2 separate regions of the Ovis aries genome follow, and region 2 is linked to region 1. Evidence: chromatin contacts called from public Hi-C data. All regions are on one chromosome and are shown on one strand. The core of a region is the stretch at or near the end of the contact, and the rest is flanking DNA. Distances in the headings are between cores, read along the strand shown. Region 1 overlaps HHIPL2 (HHIP like 2). Region 2 holds the start of MIA3 (MIA SH3 domain ER export factor 3).

Evidence for each region. A called contact is a pair of places that touch in the nucleus more often than the background predicts.
Region 2: a Hi-C map of liver shows a contact between it and region 1, with 4 times the contacts expected there. The contact joins the promoter of MIA3 here to the enhancer-like site in region 1. A contact is called at or near these places in 5 of 16 Hi-C or Micro-C datasets (liver, mesenteric adipose tissue, omental adipose tissue and 1 more).

What each region holds. Positions count from the first base shown.
Region 1 is chr12:25,257,100-25,263,918 of ARS-UI_Ramb_v3.0, reverse strand. It overlaps HHIPL2 (HHIP like 2), which reads left to right. Exons shown (of 9, transcript XM_012187078.4): 6 at 3,758-3,903. Among named protein-coding and RNA genes, the nearest start is that of TRNAT-UGU, 15 kb to the right of the region's middle. Within about 2 kb of position 4,543, at least 3 of the 54 cell types and tissues checked have an H3K27ac peak or open chromatin away from gene starts, as enhancers often do. A contact at or near this core is called in liver, where this site is marked.
Region 2 is chr12:25,332,675-25,339,011 of ARS-UI_Ramb_v3.0, reverse strand. MIA3 (MIA SH3 domain ER export factor 3) reads right to left here and starts at 4,562. Exons shown (of 28, transcript XM_042257095.2): 1 at 4,405-4,562; 2 at 1,411-1,544. The coding sequence starts at 4,537.

The DNA.
Region 1 (6,819 bases), core at 3,294-5,793:
TTGCATCTAGTGAGAGAATCATGAGGCTTTTTCATTTTTAGTTTGTTAATATGGGGAATTGCACTGATGGATTTTTTTTTTTTAATCACTGAAGCAATCTTGCATTCCTGGGATAAAAACATCACTTGGTCATGTTGTATTTGATTAATATATAGTTTTTGTTGCAATATATTGTTGAATGCAACTTGCTAATGTGTTTGGAATGTTTGCATCTGTGTTAATGAAGAAACAGATGAGCCATAGTTTTCCTTTCTTATAATACCTTTGTCAGATTTTGGCCTCAGGTTAACGTGAGCTTTATAAAATGAGTTAAAGTGTATTTCCTTTTCTTTAATTATCTTGACTAATTTGTGTAAAATGTGTTTCTTCCTTCCAAGTGAAGCCATCTAGATCTGATGTTTAATGGTAGATGACCATTTTAATGGTAGTTGGGTCCTGTTCTTTGATTCATTCTGACAATCTCTGTCTTTTAATTGGTACGTTTAGACCATTGACATTCAAAGATATTATTGCTATAGTTGAAATATCTACCATACTCACTACTCTTCGATTTTTTGATATTGTTCTTTGTTCCTGTTTTTCTTCTACTTTTTTTCTGCCTTTTGCAAATTTAATTAAACATTTTATTTGATTCCATTTTCTCTCCTTTGTTAGCACACTGATCACACTATTTTTTTGAAATCTTTTTTAAAGAGTTGCTTAGAGTTTGCCATATACATTTACGACTAAGCTAAGTTCACGTTCAAACAACATTATAAAACTTCCTCAGTAGTCTGTGTTTTACAATAATAAAATAATCCTACTTCCTCCCTTTTGTCCCTAATTGTTATCATTCATTTCACTTATATATAAACATATATAATAACAGTGATATATAATAATTATTAACATTTTATAATTTAATAATACTATTATTTTACTGTATACATAAGCGTACATAATTAAATACATTGTTGCTATTAGTATATTGAACTAACTTCTGTTAGACCAGTGAAGAATAAAAAAAAGTTTTTATTTTTACCTTCACCTATTCCTTCTTTGATACTCTTCCTTTCTTTGTATAGATTTGAGTTTCTGACCGATATTATTTTTCTTCTCTGAAAAGAACTTCATTTAACGTTTCTTGCACTGGCAGATAGATGCACTGGCAACAAATTCCCTCAATTTTTTTTGTCTGAGAAAGTCTTTATTTGTCCTTCATTTTTGAAATATAATTTCACCAGGTACAGGTTGGTGACTTTTTTCTCTAAACACTTTAAATATTTCACTCTGCATTCTTCTTGCTTGCATGGTTTCTGAAGAGAAGTTTGATGTAACTTTTATCTTTGTTCCTCTATATTGAAAGTGCCGCCCCTCTATCCCCAGCTTCTTTTCAGGTTTTCTTTTTCTTTATGCCTGATTTTCCATAGTTTGAATAAGATACGCCTAGAAGTAATTTTTAAAGAATTTATCCTGCTTTGTATTCTCTGAGCTTCCCAGATTTGTGGTTTGGTATCAAACAGTAATTCGGGGAAATTCTGAATAATTGTTGTTTCCAATGTTTCTTCTGCTCTTCTCTCTCTTTCTTTTCCTTTTGATATTCCTGTTATGCTTATGTTACAACTTTAGTAGTTGTTTCACTTTTCATGGATATTTTGTTCTTTTTTTGGGTCAGTCTTTTTTCTCTTCACTTTCCAGTTTGGAGGTTTCTATTGAGATATTCTCAAACTCAGATTCTTTCTTCAGCCATGTCCAGTCTACTAATAAGCCTGTCAAAGTGTTTTTTTTTTTTTTTAAATTATGGTGTTTTTGATCTCTAGCATTTCTTTCTGATTCTTCCTTAGAGTTTCCTTATCTCTGCTTACATTGTTCTTGCATGCTGTCTGCTTTATCCTTAGAGCCCTTAGCATGTGAATCATAGTTGTTTTAAATTCTGAATCTAATAATTCCAACATCCCATGCCACATCCAAATCTGGTTGTGATGCTTGTTCTGTCTCTTCAAAGTATGTTTTTTTGCCTTGTAATTTTTTTTCCTGATTGCCAGATATGATGCACTGGGTAAGAGAAACTGCTGTAAATTGGTGTTTAGCAAAGTGGTGGTGATGTGTGAGGGAGAGGAAGTGTTCTAGTCTTATGATTAGGTCTGAGTTTTTAGTGAGCCTGTGCCTCTGGACTGTGAACTTCATCAGCATTTCTCAGAAGCCCTCCTGCCTCCATACACATTTAGGTGGGACAGGACGGCTAGAGTTGGATAGAGTTAGGTACTTCCTTTCCCCAGGTCTGTGAGGTTCTGATAAAATCCTGGAAGGTTAGTCTCTGGTAGTTTCCCCTGAGGACAGACATTTGTTAACAGAAACAGAAAGTGCTGATGTATTTCAAAATGATTCCTTTCCCCCTCCTTCTGCTGGAAGCACAAGCAAATTTTTCCTGATATTTATTTTGGGAAACTGGTCAAGCTCCTGGAGGTAAAACTCACCAAAGTGTGGGGACTCTGGATGGCTGGCCACCTCTGTTTAACTCACGCTTTGCCCATATGGAATGTCTAGCAATTTGTCAATTACAGTTTAGGTTTTCCAGCCCCAGGACTGATACCTGTGAAGGTTTGTGCTTGTGGTTTTCTGTAAGTTGTGATTCTCTGTATCTGCCTGCTTGTCTCTCCAGTGTTGGGGGCAGTGGTGTTCCCTATGACCTCGCTTCTCTTATGAATCTAAGAATAGTTGTTGATGTTTCAGTCTTTTGCTTATTTTAGGGTGGTGTACCAACCTCCAAGCTTCTTACATGCTGGACCGGAAACCAGAAGTCCTCTGAAGTGTTCCTTGTGGAGACTTTTAAATACAAATTCATTTTTTAAAATAGATATAGGCTTGTTGTTGTTTAGATGCTAACTCGTGTCTGACTCTTTTTGACCAATGAACTGTAGCCTGCCAGGCTCCTCTGTCCATGGGATTTCCCAGGCAAGGATATTGCAGTGGGTTGCCATTTCCATCTCCAGACACAGGCTACTCAGCTTATTTCTTTCTGAGTGAGTCTTTGTAGTCTGCCTGTCAAGGAATTTGTCAGATCTTTGGGATTTAATTGTTCTTTATGTTTTTCCCATAACCTCTACCCACCATTTCACCCCCACACATAACAGATATGTAGTGATTTTTAATTGAATCATATGCACTAGAATTACCGTGGGTTGAGCATCTCTGTTTCTGTAAAACTTTTCAGCTGATACCCCTGGTTACCCAATTTTCTCTCCCTTTTCTTCTAAAAACCTTCTTTTAGTTCAGATAGATGGATAGTGGAATACAAAGTAACATCTGCTACTCTACAGACATAATAATAATAATAGCTATTTGTTTTGAGTCCTTACTATATGCTAAGCACATTGGTAATATATGAATATTTACATATATTATCTTATTTAACCTTAACAATTCTTGCCTATGGTAAATTCTCTTACTATCCACCATTTTATAGATGAGAAAACTGAGGCTTAGAGAGGATGAGCAACTAGCCAGCTAATAAAAATTAGTCTTTTGTGGTGGTACAACCTTCACAGGACACCAAACTCCTCTTATAATAGCAAATGAACTTCCCCATCTAGGGCAAGATGGTGTCAGGAATATCTCTGAAGCAGCTTTTCTGATTCCTAAGGGAGGTTAGTTATTGATCTCCTATGGGAGACTCAGTCCTAGTATGCCAGGATTCCCAGATTCTAGGAGGAAAAAAAAATATCCTGCCGGGTAGAGATATGGATTCCTAAAATATAAGGTTTTGCTTTTCATCTAGTCGACTTATGGCTTTGCAGGAAGATAGAAAAACCAAGAAATGGAAGAAACAGGACATTTGCCTGGGCAGCACAGAGTCCTGTGCCTTCCCAGGGCTGATCAGCACACACAGCAAGTTCATCATCTCCTTTGCTGAAGATGAAGCAGGTAACAAATGTTAACTGTGTATTGTATTGCTGGTCACTGGATCTTAGGTAATCACAGGCATTGTGAACTGAACATTTTATCTTGAGGTTTGGTCGCTAAGTCATGTTCAGTTGGTTTGCAACCCCATGGACTGTAGCTCACCAGGCTCCTCTGTCCATGAGACCTCCCAGGCAAGAATACAGGAGTGGGCCATCATTTCCTTGTCCAGGGGATGTTCCTGACCCAGAGGTCAAACTTGCGTCTCCTCCTCGGCAGGTGGATTCTTTACCACTGAGCCACCTGGGAAGCCTCAAACATTTATATAATAATTATCATTGCTGTTGTTATTATTACTCTTATTATTTAAATAGAAACTACCACTTCTTCTATTTTCACTATCGGCCACCTTTTATAATGAACTGGATACTGTTCTAGGCACTTCACATTTTAAAATCTTATTTAGTAATCATGACACCCTCATAATGTAATTATTTTGTATATTTCACCAGTGAGGAAACAGGCTGACTATGCCAACTTACCCCTTCTTGGTTGGCTGTACAGCTCACTGTGCAGATAGACCAAGGTCTGCACTGTAGTCTGTCCAGTCCTTTGGCTGTGAAGGAGGTGCATGTGCGCTTCCTCCCTAATTCTGTTCTGATCTGTGATTACACAAACGTAGACAGAGCCAACAGTGAGTATTTATCCTGCCGCTGTTGCCTGGGAGAAAGTACCTCTGATGATCAGCCACTGGTTGGGCTGGGCTCTTCCTGATCCTGCCCAGAGTTTGTTAGGCAACTTCTGTGAATGAACAAGGGAGAATTTCTTTCTTGAGAGACCTGGGAAAAGGGTAGACAGCTACACACTAGAGCCATTAGGCGTATGTTAAGGGCATCAGCAGAGCAAGGCATTTGTGCACATATGAGAGAGAGAGGTGAAGGAAAGAGACAGGGATTTAGCTTTAATAAATATCCACTCTCTCTCTCTCTATATATATATATACTTATAGCTGATTCACAGCTTCCCTGGTGGCTCAGACATTGAAGAATCTACCTGTAATGTGGGAGATCCAAGTTCGACTCCTGGATCAAGAAGCTCTCCTGGAGAAGGAAATGGCAACGTACTCTTGCTTGGAGAATTCCATGGACAGAGGAGCCTGGTGGGCTACAGTCCATGGGGTTGCAAACAGTTGGACCTGACTAGGCGACCAACACTTTCACTTTCAGAGCTGACTCACATTGCTGTACAGCAGAAACTAACACAACATTGTAAAGCAATTATATTCCCATTTTAAAAGATATAAAATAAAATGGATAACCAACAAGGACCTTCTGTTTAGCACAGGGAACCCTGCTCAGTGTGGCAGCCTGGATGGGAGGGAGCTTAGCGGAGAATACATGCATGTATATGCATGGCTGAGTCCCTTGCTGTTCACCTGAAACTATCAATACTACTAATTGGCTCAACACCAATATAAAATAAAAAGCTAAAAACAAAACAAAAGGAAACAAAAAATCCCCATACACAACAAACAGTGAGAAAATAAATATCCTCAAATTGTGAACTCAGAAAATGACGTTTTAATTTGAGCTTTATATAAGTTATGTGTCATTTTGAAAGTTAAAGGTTTATTTTGTTTACATAAGTGGTGACAAGGCCTGTGATCCTTCCAGTATTTGAAATTGCATCTAGCCATGCTCTGAGGCACGGAAGAGAACAAAATGATCTCTTAGGGGTCCCTTCCAGACACAGGACTCTCTACAAGTGTTAGCCAGAGCCTTAATGGTTTCTTCAATGTTTGGTTTCTTTCCACTCTGACCCAAGGGTGGCTGTACAAAAGCTTCACTTGAATGGGACATAAAGAAAGCCAGTCGGCAGCTGCACCCTTCCTCTCAGCTAGCTTATGTTTTTTTATTATTATTAATTAAAAAATTTATTTTTGTCCATGTCATATGGCATATGGGATTTTAGTTCTCTGGCCAGGGATCAAACCTGCACCCCCTACATTGGAAGTGAGGGGTCTTAACCACTGGACTGCCAGAGAAGTCCTCAAATAGCTGGTGAATAGATAGTTTCAGATGAATATTTTATAGAAGCAGATGATATTTTGGAAAATTTAAGGATTCTTAATAGAGAAAAGTTTTTGTAAGTTCCAAATTGGAAGTCCAAACGTACGAAAAAGGGGAGAAACCACAGGCTGGCACGTTCAGTGGAAAGTGGATGATGTAAATGGATGTCAGCCACAGGCCATGGTGGGGCCTCTCCCCTGCTGGTGCCCCAAGGAAGCTGGAGCCCCCAGAGCCTGGAGACCCCTGGGGGCAGCCTGCCCGGGGTCCCTGGGCTGCCACGTTCTGTGGCTTGTTCCTTTTCAGGAGGCCACAGAAAAGCCAGGTTTTGGTGGCTTGGTTTGTTTAGCCTGTAGACTTCTTGCAGGAGAAAACAAGGCAGTTTTTGAGCGCCACTCAGTACATCTGGCAAACAAAAGTGTCCTTGGCTGAATTTGACGGAGTGGACTTGCCAAGGTGTTCCCAAGCCAGACTTTGCCCAAGGGCAGCCCTAAAACCAGGGTGGCTGTTCCTGAGGCAAGTTATTTCCTTCAGAGTCACATTCTTTTGTTTTTGCACAGCGATTCAGATTTTCTGCGTGTGTCATAGTCTTCCCCATTATTGACATATTTAGAACCGAGTGTGATAAGCCCCATTTTAGTTGCACCAGAGCTCTGCCGTCACTGTTGCTACAGTTATTTCCTGACTCTTCCAGCCGACAGCTGGCACAAATCAACGAGTGAGTAGATGGAGTGGATGGTGGGCGTGGGGCTGCATGGCTGAGTTCTGATGGGTTGGGTTTCTGAATGTCAGTCACTGAAGCACATTCCCGAGAGGGCTGGCTGAGGTCATAATGATTGCAGTAAAGTCATATTGCGTATGTTTTGCTTTATAG
Region 2 (6,337 bases), core at 3,313-5,812, 75 kb before region 1:
AGCAAAACAAGCAAACAAACAGGAAAGCACACGGCAAAAAGGACATTTTGCTTTTTTAACAGAAACGGCACACATGATTAGGTATGTTAACAGTTTAGAAAAAATTTCTTTTAAAAAATCAACTCTTTAATAGGAATGCCTGAAACACTACTGCTGCTGCTGCTGCTGCTGCTGCTGCTGCTGCTGCTGCTGCTGCTGCTGCTGCTGCTGCTGCTGCGTCACTTCAGTCGACTCTGTGCGACCCCATAGACAGCAGCCCACCAGGCTCCCCCGTTCCTGGAATTCTCCAGGCAAGAACACTGGAGTGGGTTGCCATTTCCTTCTCCAATGCATGAAAGTGAAAAGTTAAAGTGAAGTCGCTCAGTCGTGTCCAACTCCCAGCAATCCTATGGACTGCAGCCCACCAGGCTCCTCCATCCATGGGATTTTCCAGGCAAGAGAAATACCTTGCCTATATTTTACAGGATTAAGTCTAGCTCACCAATCCTTCCTTTTTGAAACAATGAAGTTAAGAAGTTTCAAAGTGAAGTGAAGTTTCAGGTTTCACTATTGGTAACTACCAGTTTGTTTTCTGCATCTGTGAGACAGCTTCTGTTTTATTATATTTATTTGTCTTACTTTTTAGCTTCCACTTATAAGTGATAATGTACAGTATTTGTCTTTGCCCTATCCCTGGTGGCTCAGAGGGTAAAGCATCTGCCTGCAGTGTGGGAGACCCAGGTTCAATCCCTGCGTCGGGAAGATCCCCTGGAGAAGGAAATGGCAACCCACTCCAGTACTCTTGCCTGGAAAATTCCATGGACAGAGGAGCCTGGTAGGATATAGTCCATGGGGTCAAGAAGAGTTGGACACGACTGAGCGACTTCACTTTCACTTTATTTCACTAACACGACACCCTCCAATCCACCCACGTTGCAAATAGCAAGACTGCAGTCTTTTTATGAATGAATAATACTCTATTGTGACTCAATGGACATGAGTTTGAGTAAACTCCAGGAGTTGGCGATGGACAGGGAGGCCCGGCGAGCTGCAATCCACGAGTTACAAAGAGTCGGACACGACTGAGCGACTGAACCTAACTGAACTGAACTGAATACTGTGTATATATATACACACCACGTCCTTATTTGCTATGTATGGAGCACTTGTGGCTGGTAAGGCCTGACTCTGAGGAGCAGCATCTGGAAGCAGTTCACTTCTGTTGGAGACCCTCTTCTGCACCAGGCCTGATGCCAGCAGGGGACACAGAACAAGCCCCTTTTTCCACAGTCAAGCAGAGGGGACAAGTTAACTCCATCAAAGACCCCAAGAAACTGTAGCTATTTAAATCTACAGCTAAAAAAAAAAAAAAAAAACTACAGCTAAACAAGTCAATAAAAAGGCAGAAAATTATGTCAAATTTTTACTTACACTTCCAGCCCAAACTTCAGGCGATCCCCCTGCCAGTTTATAGTAGACATATACAGAGTCTCCTTTTTTAAAATTCACAAAACGACAATCCGGGCCTGTAAAATCTTCTAGAGCCTCACCCCGGTACATTAGCACTGTATAGAAAGAGGGGGGAAAAAAGCGGGTATCAGGACTCAACTTTCAAATATTGATTTATCAGGAAACATAACAATCCACTGTAAACAACAATCAAGCTTCTCCATTACTCTCTGAAACCAATCAGCCTCAACTCATATGCTCAGAGCATCTATAGAGCTGTATCGTTATAAATCAGGACATCCCCCTGCAAGTAGGCAGGAAAGAGGTAAACTCAACGCGTTTTTCTCTATGGATAATGCAAACAAAAAGCAATGCGTCCACTGCCACACAGGGCTGGTCTCAAGTGAAACTCTTGGTTCCCTCTCTAATCACCTAGCTTTCAGTCTTTGCTGTTTCATAATTATAAAAAGCTTCATTTTGCAGTTGGGTAAATTCAAGCACAGATGCGACTAGTGTGAGCATGACTACATGCAGTGGTAACAGGTAACTGGGGAGAGCACCCAAGAACCCCCAAGAGGTCAATTAACTTGAACTAACCACTAAAAGGCCCTATCTTTAAGTGGTTGTAACTGCTACTGTGTAACAGTAAACACCTTCCACTTCACTTGCAGTCAAGCTGCTCTGTCAGTATCTGGATAAATTAATGAGAGAGGATATCATACCCAATTATGGATCCAATCACATAAGATAATATCTTCTGAAATCATATAATGTTGAATATATCCAACATTAAGGAGGTTTATTTCTATAAACAAAATCAAAAGTGGGCAAACAGGCTTTGTTTCTATAAGCAAAATGGTAGGTAGCAGGGACAAGCAAAACCATGAGAACTGTCCAGTAGTTACCTTCAGTCTTAACATGCAGGACTTAAACTATATTCGATCTAGAAATTGATAGAAGCGGTATTTTTCTTTTTGTTGGCCAAATTCACACTTCGTCAAATGAGATAACAAATGCAATTAAATAGCAGAGAAAGGGAAGGATGAAACGGAAATAACACTTGTTCTAAAAGCCAACTGGCAATAAGTACCTTAAGATGTATATTTACATACATATTTGAGGGACAAACACAGATTTAAAGGGGGTTATTTGGACTTTGAAGCTGATTATTTTAATACATGTCAGCATTCTAATTCAGATATAATTAGGTGAGAGGCAAAGTTGAAGGTGATGGACAATTTTTAAATTGATAGAGACTGGGGATCCTATCAGAATTGGAAAGAGGAAGATCACTGCAGAGGTATAATAATAAATCAGATGACAACATAATGCACTCTGTGGGGCAGCTATCTGAAAGGCACACAAGGACAGCTAACATGGACACACCTCACTAAACAAACACTTTATGTAAAACAACACGGGACCCAGGCCTGCTCTAGCTGCTGGCTATTGCCTTTGGCTACACTTGTTGGACACATGCCATTCTCCAATTATGTGACACCCATGGGCCCTTCTAACACCATGTCTCCATACTGACGAAGCATTAGAGATGTTATAATTTTCCAGATGACTGGTTTTGAGGTACCCAGGCAAGACAGTGTTTGAAAGCAAAGCATAGCCAACACTGGCCATATCCAACACTGCTTGCTAATAACCTGGACTTACTCTGAGAAAACTGCAGGAAAAACTGATGGAAGTTGCTCCACTTTTGTAACATTTATTTACATCAGTCTTAGGGTTACCTCTAGGAATGGCTTAAACAGATCCAAGACTGCCTCCTTTCTTTCCCCTAATGATGTGGCAGTGCTTCGGTTCTTCCGATTGTGAAATTTGTTTTTGAATAACACTGATTTCAATCTAAATAGCTAAACTGTAGGCTTTGGCCTCAGAAGGAATGTTTTTCTATATGCACTGATTACAACACATGAACAACCTTGTGTGAAATGGTTGTCAGTAAGTTACAAGGTTATTTGAGACCACGACGATGATAGGGGCCCAAGGCAAACACACAGGAAGAGAGCCCAACAATGTAACTGATCAAGGCTCAAGCTGGCTTGGATTTATAAAACCCCTGGGGTATTTATTATTTTCACTTTAACAATCTTCTTCATCTGAGTCTGGGGATCTCTGCCCTTCTCACTATCACCAGCCCACCGCGAATTCGCGGTTAGGGAACAATTCCGCTTCCTGCGCATTAGAGACGACTGGTACCAGGTGGCCGACGCTGAGTCTCGTCCTCTTTCGAGAGACAGATTTTGGCCTTCCCGATGCCCTTCCTTCCGGGCTATTTGCGGGAGCCTTCCAAGCACAGAAATGACAGGACTGAGGAAGAGCCGGGGAGGAGACCTTGGAACACACAGCATGCCTGGACTCCGGGCTCGTCCCAAACCTCAACTCCAATCCCTGCTGAAAAGGCGGTCCGAGCCCCGACTGTGACTGAAGCAGAGGGGCGAAGGGGCTGCGCCAGGGAGGTTTTTCCCAGCCCTAGCAACCTGCGGCAGGGAAGCCGCCCACCGAGTCCCGGCGCATCCGCCCCCGGACTGCACCCAGCGAGGACCCGGCGACGGGGGCAGGAAAGCGCTCGCCGGCAGCGCGCGGAGCCCGGGGCGCGCGGCGCGCAACCCCATCTCCCCTCGGAGCCGGGGCGAGCCGGCGGAGGGGACGTTGCGAGCGGCCCCCGGGGAAACCGGGGGCCACCTCCGAACCCCTCACACCATCCCCCGCCTCCGTCCGCGAAGGAAAAATGAAAGGCTGGCAACAAGTGGGAGGCAGAGACCCCCGCCCCCCCCCACCGCCGAGGCCGGCTGGCCCGGGCGCCCGGAGAGCGGGAGGGGCAGCCGCCGGGACCCGGAGGTCGCCCTCCCCCGCCGCCGGCGCTCCGCCCTCCCGGCCTGCGCCCCCCGGGTCGGCTTGCGGGGCGGCCGCGCTCCCGCCCCCGCGATGCCCGGGCGCCGCCGCCGCCCTCCCGGCACTCACTGCTGCATTCTTGGTCCGCGCAGAGCTTGAGCTGCGAGAAGCGCCGGCCGGGGCCCTGCTCCGGCTGGCCCGGCACCCGCCGAGGCGGCCCGAGCAGGAGCAGCCAGAAGAGCAGCGCCGGCGCCGCAGCCATGTTGTGGTCGCCCCGCGGAGCCGCTGACGCGGAGGACGCGGCCGGGGCGGGCGCCGGCGGGCGGAGCACGGGCCGCGGGGCGGGGCGCGCGGGCGGCGGACGCGCGGCGGCGGGAGGGGCGGCGCCCGCCCCGGCCTGTGAGGCCGCCACCGACACGTCAGCGCGGCCTCGGGGAGGGGACCGCGGGGGTCCCGGAGGAGGAGGACGCGCGCTCCCACCTCCTTGCCGAGGCCTCCTCGTCGGGTGGCTGCCTTGGCAACCGGGACTCTCTCTTCTTCCTCGTCCAATCGCGAGCCTTTGCCTCGGTCCCTGCGTCGCCGACCCTCCGCGAGACTCCATTCCTCGCTCACTCTGCTCTTCCACCTTGCACCCCCCACCCCGCGCCATCCCAACAGCAGGTCTTCTCTGACCCCTTTCTTGCAGCTCCCGATTTCTGGTCCTTCTCAGTCTGGCTCATCCTCACCTCCCCTTCGTGGTTTGATACTTCTTTTTCCTAACTACCAAATCCCACCCACGATTTTCCACTGCTAGTCTCCAGTTCGAGATTCCCTCTTCCGACTCCCAGGAGTTTGGGGGAGCATCCCCATCCTGTGATCTCCTTATGGGAAAAGGAGGGGTCAGCAGAATGATGGGTCGGTGATGTACATTAGAGCCTGTGGCCTGCTTGGCCTTTTTCTGCACCCCTCGTCCCCTAGCCCTGAGGGATGGAGGTGGGCAATGGGTCCCCATGCTTAGATCTTCAGATTCTGGGGGGTTCATCCATAAGAAATTGAAAGTGTTAGTCGCTCAGTCGTGTCCGATTCTTTACGACCCCATAGAATGTAGCCCGCCAGCCTCCTCTGTCCAAGAAGGATACTGTCAAGGCAAGAATGCTGGAGTAGGTAGCCATTCCCTTCTCCAGGGGATCTTCCCCGCTGAGGGACAGAACCAGGGTCTTCTACATTGCAGGCAGATTCTTTACCGTCTGAGCCAGCAGAGAAGCTCTTATCCAGAAGGGGAGAATAATTTAATTCAATGCCAATATGTAGAAATTCCATTTTATGCTACCATTTTAGGCCAGACGCTGGACAAAACACTAGTGTGGTGAAGGCAAACATGTAGATCAACAGACAAGATATCAGGCCTTTGTCTAAAGAAGCCCACAATTCAGGAGAAACCAACTCACATCAAAACGACAAGGAGCCAAAGTTGTTAGGAAGGAAAAGCTAGTTAATAGCGGCTACCATTTGTTGAGTGTTTTCTTTATGTCCAGGTGGTATTCTAAAGTCCTTATAGGTATCAATGTGTTTAATCTTCACAATAATAGTAGGTCCTATTACTGCCTTCATTTTCAAGATGAAGATATTGCATTTGTCTATGGCCAGGGGCTTCTCTCTATAGTCTCTGCCAAGGCTAATCATCAACCAACCCCAAATGCCAATCAAACCCATTAATTAGTTTCCCAAACTGACTGGATTCCTTAAAAGCAAGGGGAAAGAATGTGGTCCATCTATGCAAACCATAATGTTGGATAAAGAAAAAGACGAGAAAGAGTTCACAGTTGTTTATCTACAGGGGCCATAAGATGTCCCACTGGTCCAGTATTGTTCCCATGCTGTCTGGAGAGACTATACAACAGATTAGGTAACTGTGGAAATAGTATTGTCATTAGGAGTTCTTCATTTCTTTTCTACTATGTGTTTCTTTGCTTTAGAATCTTAGATTTGTTTATTAGGCATCCCCAACTTAATATGTTGAAACCCAAACTTCTTTTCTCTCTCAAGCCATGCTCCTTTCAATATTCCCTATCTCAACAACTGG